Linked DNA regions of Mus musculus: region 1 is linked to region 2. A link is a contact called in public Hi-C data. All regions are on one chromosome and are shown on one strand. Each heading gives the region's core, a stretch centred on a gene start, on an enhancer-like site or on the middle of the called end of the contact. The rest is flanking DNA. Distances are from core to core; before and after follow the strand shown.

Region 1 (2,700 bases), core at 60-2,559, 95 kb before region 2:
TGGGGAAGATGCTTAGGTAAGGTTACCATGGTAACTGAAGCAGCCTGACATTCTCCATATGCACTGATCCTCAATGTCTCCCTTCCCATGGATGCCACACACTACCCATGGTGCCTGGCTCTCATAATCTCACTAGAGACAGAGATGGCAAAGCCCTATTAGGGCCCAGCTCCCAGGACTCCAGAGCCAGACCATTCCTAGCCCCTCATGGAGAGCCACCTGTGTAAACCTGGAGACGTGGGAGGGTAAGGGGAAACAGACACCTACACAGAAGATGGAGCCGAAGGTCACCTTGATCATGAGGCATGAATTAAAGGTCTCCCAGTTTCAAACCAAGCAGATTGTCTGTGCCAAATTCCTACTTGTTGCAAACGAGCTGCAGGACTTAGCTGATGGCCACATGGCTCCAGGAGACACAGAGACAGCCATCTTGGATACAATCCCAGTGGCCTCTGGGACTCTCCTTTGTTTTTATTTTTATGTATCAAAATTCAACTTAGTCAAATACAGATAATATCTATAAGCTACTTTCTAGAATGTAATCTATCTTCTAAAAGGAAAGTAGAAACTATAGGATAAATTCAAGTTTAATCACCCAAATCAGTACAAAGGTCTTTCTAAGTAGCTCTTCATGGGGAGAAATTGTCCAACAGATGAAATGAAAACGTTGGTAATATTTCCCCCTCATTTCCAATAGCACTAACTAGACAGAGTAAAATCACCATTTTTTTTTTCCTAGTATATGTCAAAGAGGCTAAGTACCTGAATTGAAGCTGATAGTGTAAGATTTTAAACTGTAAATCAAGATCCAGTTCTTGGCCAAATGTCTAATTAGTAGGGATCATTTATTGGGCTTTACACAGCCCTCCCCCAACCTCCACCAGAACAAACAAATAAACCTGCCCTGTCCCCCCACCCCCACCCCGTGCACCTCCTCTCCCTGGCACCCCACTTCACGTGCAGTTAATGAGTGTATGGAGCCGAGACAGTATCGAGACTGAGTCACCCACTCGGCAGCATTTAGTTCCATTTCTGATGCTCCAGATAATCTAGGTGCGTCACACTTGCTCCCTGCTCTGGTGGGAGGTGACTATGCTGTCCTAAAGACACTACAACTACAAGAACACTGTCACCAGGAACTGCCAACTGCTCCAAGGGCTTGAAGGGCGCAGCTGAGCATTTTGGTAACTTCTCAGACTATCAAATGACCATCAAAAGAAAAGAGCCGACCCGGCAGGAAGGGGTGGGGCGGGCAGGGACGTGGGAGGAGAAAAAGTACTGACTCGCAGGCTTCCCACGGCCAGGAGGGGCGTTCCCTGAAGGGGAAACAAGCTCGAGTCAGCACGCTGTTGCCACAGCCGCTTCCCACACCGCCCACACAGCGTCTCGGTTTCTGTGCCATGCAGAGAGCCAGGGGAAAAGTCACCGAGATAAAAGGGAGGCACGGAGGAGAAAACCCTTGGAGGGACCTACCTGCTCCCCTTCCCTCTGTTGTGCTCCACGGCCCAGACTTGGTGAACCTAAGGACACTTGGCAGATGCAGTGATTTGGCACTTGCTGTCCCAAAGAAGCAGAATGTGTGCTCAGAACTATGCAGAATTGGATGGGGGCGTGACTAAAGACAAACACAGACCACATTCCATCCCACGGTACAGAACAGGACAGGTGAGAGAGCACATGGGTCACAAAGGAGACTCAGCAGCAAGTTGACTGCCAACCAAAAGTTCTGGAAGCACGAGAAGGGCTGAAGGCGAAGTCTGTGGACTAACAGAGGGGTCAAGTCCTCATCTGCTTAACAAAAGGCTGGGGAGACCTGTGGCTTCCATTTATAAGAACCCCTGACTCTAAGGCCTCACACCGCCTCCAAATATCTACTCCACAGCAGGCCAGAGCCACAGCTGTTCTGCTCTGTTTTAAAAGTAGCAAAGATACAAAAAACAAAACAAAAAAACAAAACAAAACAAAACAAACCTAAAAAACAAAACTAAACAGGCATGGCAAAGCCAACTGAAAGACAGAGCAAGCCACAGATGGGATTTTCAGGAAGGAACACGAGAAGGAGGGTTAGGGTGACAAGCTGTCAAATGAGAAGTCTCCACAGAGGAGCTCATTGTTTCCTGGGAGTGGCAGAATGGAGGAAGGGTAAAAATTTGCTCCACTCCCCACCCCCCCAAAGAAAACACCTAACTCAAGCAACAACACCAACAGTGGCTAAACAGGCATGGGTGCCTGAAACTCCTTCCACAGGACGCAGGTTTCACTACTAAAGCGAGGCTTTCTTCAGCTGCCAAGTGTCTCCCTGGCAGTCAGAGACACCTTCAGCTGGCCCTCACCCTGAGGCACATGCTGAATAAATGCTCGCTATTGTTACCTGTGGGCTCTAAAGACCTGCCACGATTTGGTGTGTTTCAGTTTACTGCTTAAGACTCTGCAGAGTGTACACACCTTGGAACATTGGTGCAACAAAGCCGCAAAGACCTAGTGTTTAAAGATGCCTCACAGAGGAGTCACCCTTGCGCTAGTAACCAGAGCAGCAGCCGCCTCAAGGGAATGGGCTGTGTTTCTAACACCGCTCTGCTCTCAGACGCCTCACTCCATAGAGGCATGTGGCTCTTTGTTTGTTGGACATACTTTTAAATTTTTTACTTTAGTGTTTTGTTATATGTACATACGTTTATATGTATGTATTTATTTATTTTT
Region 2 (2,700 bases), core at 49-2,548:
TTTGGGGCACTGAGGCAGATGTGTCGAGTTTTGATTTATTCATCCAACCATATAAAGGGTATCAACTGTATGAGTACCAAACGTTTAACTGGGTGCTTAGGGGTTCTACTGGAAGCAAAAGGAGCATATGGTCCACTTATGGTCTATATGGATTATAATTTTAGGTTTATCAATGTATTATATAGACATTATTACATTTGTCATGGATACAGATAGTATCTACTGTCTACCTTGAGTCCCTCTATCATTATTCTGTCAGTGCACACACAGAGAACTGGTTCCTAATTCTTTGGTGTTTGACTTATGGGTCAGCTACTGAATACACCCATCATGTTCACAGTGCATGCAAAGTGCAGCAGCTTCCTAACCACTCTTACAGTGAGGTGTGGGCACGTGTGCTGGATAGTTTTGTGTCAGCTTGACACAAACTGAAGATATCTGAGATGAGGGAAGCTCAATTAAGAAAAATACCTCCATACCATCAGGTGGCAGGTAGGCCAGTAAGGCACTTTCTTAATCAGTGATTGATGAGGGAGGGTCCATCCCATTGTGGGTGGTGTCACCTCTGGGCTGGTAGCTCTAGGTTTTACAGAACCTGGTAAGCTGACCAAATCATGAGGAGTAAGCCAGTAAGCAGCACCCCTCCATGGCCTCTGCATCAGTTCCTGCCTCCAAGTTCCTGCCCTGTTCTTTAGATGATGAACAATCATATAGAAGTGTTAGCCCTTTTCTCCCCAGCTTGCTTTTTTGGTCATGGTGTTTCATCGCTGCAATAGAAACCCTAAGATAGCAAGCACATTAGAACGTCCTCGGCAAGAGTCTGGTGTCCGTACCCTAGACAGGCTGACAGGGATTACTTGGAGGCAACCCAAGTTCCAGGTCCTGCTCTTCCTCACGCGCAACCAGCATCAAAGGGAGCTTTGCTGGGTGGTCTCCTCCAAGGAGCCACGGGGGTGGCCAACCCACAAGCCCACAGTTTCATCCTCTTTCTGGCCCACGGCCCCTCTGAACAAACACTCCACCCAATCCCACCCGCAACCTCCCAGAGCGGACAAGCAGCCAGGTTCCGGGGCCCAAGTGGCCACCGCCCCTTCGCTCCGCCCCCTATGCGGGTCACCGCCCCGAGCCGACGCCTGCCCTGGGCGCTGCTCCTCCTCCTCCTGGCTATCCCTGGCCCATTGAGTTAGGGAACGCGAGTGGGAGCTGCACGCGTTCCTCTAGGTCCTTACCACCTCCTCCACATCCATCGAGGCTCCGCTGCAGACACCGTTACCCAAACAGCAAGCGCCGCTTCCGGGAGAGACGGGGAGAGCGCTCCGGTCGGAAACACAGCCTCTGCCTTTGCGTTCCAGGAGTCTTCTGTGCTGCCCTTGTGGGACTCAAGACCCAGGTTTCTGGCAGGCAGTACAGGACCAGGACCAGGCCCCAGTGACAGAGCTCAGACCTACGAGGATTTTCTGTGGTTTTGTTTTTGTGGCTCTGGCTTTCCCGGAACTCAGCTCAGGAGACTACACTGGCCTTGAACCCCACCTGCCTCTGCTTCCTGAGAGCTGGGATTAAAGGCGTGTGCCATGACTTCCGGCTTCTGGGTTTTACAAAATGTGTTCTCAGTGTTTGAACACAGGTTGTTGAACTAGAACTGGTTGTCTATTTGAAATTTTTTTTAACTTCCCAGATCCTAGGAACCAAACCCTCCTAGTGCATGCTCGCCAAGAACTCCACACCACTGAACATCCCCAGACCAAGATTTCTAGTCATAACTCTATTTCTTTCTTGTACCTTCACCTCCTCCTGTGTAAAAAATATATGTTTGCCTATGAATATAATTATGTCTCGTTTAATAAATTCTTAATACATTTATCTCTTGTTCCCTCGTTGAACACACTAATCCCCTGCTTCATTCCATAAACTAAAGTTGTTTTAGATTTTCCTGTGAACAAAATAAGTCTCCACCTTTGTGAACATTTATATCTGTTTATTTAATTGTTTTTGCTTATTTGTTTCCAGACAGGGTTTGTCTGAGTAGTCCTGTCTGTGTTGGAACTCACTTTGTAGATCAGGCTGGCCTTGAAGTCAGAGACATGTGTTTGCCTTTGCCTCCTGAGTGCTGGGATTAAAGGCCTGTGCCACCAGAGCCTGACATTTGTTTTAGATACTAAAAATTCTTTCCAGGGGCAGTAGAGAAGAGCTGAGATGGATTTCAGATGATAAGGTCCCCAGCAGGGTAGGCTGGGATATGTCAAGGATCCTGCAGCACTCTGGAGAACAAAGGAAACTCTTGATATTATAGATGTTAGAGGGAAAGGATCTCCAAGCCCAGAGGAGAGGGGGTCTCTGCAATTTGCAAATTAATGAAGGTACTAAAAATAAAGGGTCATAATTTAGAAAGCTAAACCTATTTTGCCTCCTCCCACCTTGGGACTACTACGTGCTAGGAGTTTAGTAGTTTACAGAGGTACTAAATAAAGTGAGGCTAATTGACTTTAATATCAATACTATGGTAGGAAGAGACAAAAATAAGAAAATCATGGGTTTGGAGAGATGGTTCAGCAGCTAAGAGAGCACTGGCATCTCTTGTAAGATTTCAGTTTGATTCCCAGCACCCACATGGCAGCTCACAACTATCTGTACTCTAGTTCCTGGGGATCAGGTGCCATTATCTACTGACGTGGGTACCAGGCACAGACATGGTGTACACAT

Evidence for each region. Hi-C and Micro-C count contacts between places; a contact is called where the count stands out from the background.
Region 1: a contact with region 2 is called in a Hi-C map of the G1E-ER4 cell line, with 2.6 times the contacts expected there. The contact joins the enhancer-like site here to the promoter of Taf1b in region 2. A contact is called at or near these places in 10 of 39 promoter capture datasets (the 3T3-L1 cell line, the C10 cell line, cranial neural crest and 4 more), 105 of 484 Hi-C or Micro-C datasets (the 3T3-L1 cell line, the AML12 cell line, B cells and 59 more), 12 of 115 datasets of contacts at active chromatin or transcription factors (the HPC-7 cell line, astrocytes, bone marrow-derived dendritic cells and 8 more) and 4 of 9 other capture datasets (adipose tissue, liver, macrophages and 1 more).

Annotation. Positions count from the first base shown.
Region 1 is chr12:24,591,955-24,594,654 of GRCm38.p6, reverse strand. All of the region lies in intron 8 of Grhl1 (grainyhead like transcription factor 1), which reads right to left. Among named protein-coding and RNA genes, the nearest start is that of Grhl1, 21 kb to the right of the region's middle. Within about 2 kb of position 1,309, at least 246 of the 459 cell types and tissues checked have an H3K27ac peak or open chromatin away from gene starts, as enhancers often do. A contact at or near this core is called in B cells, CD8 T cells, the CH12 cell line and 37 more, where this site is marked.
Region 2 is chr12:24,497,179-24,499,878 of GRCm38.p6, reverse strand. It overlaps Taf1b (TATA-box binding protein associated factor, RNA polymerase I, B), which reads right to left and starts at 1,298. Exons shown (of 15, transcript NM_020614.2): 1 at 1,230-1,298. The coding sequence starts at 1,247.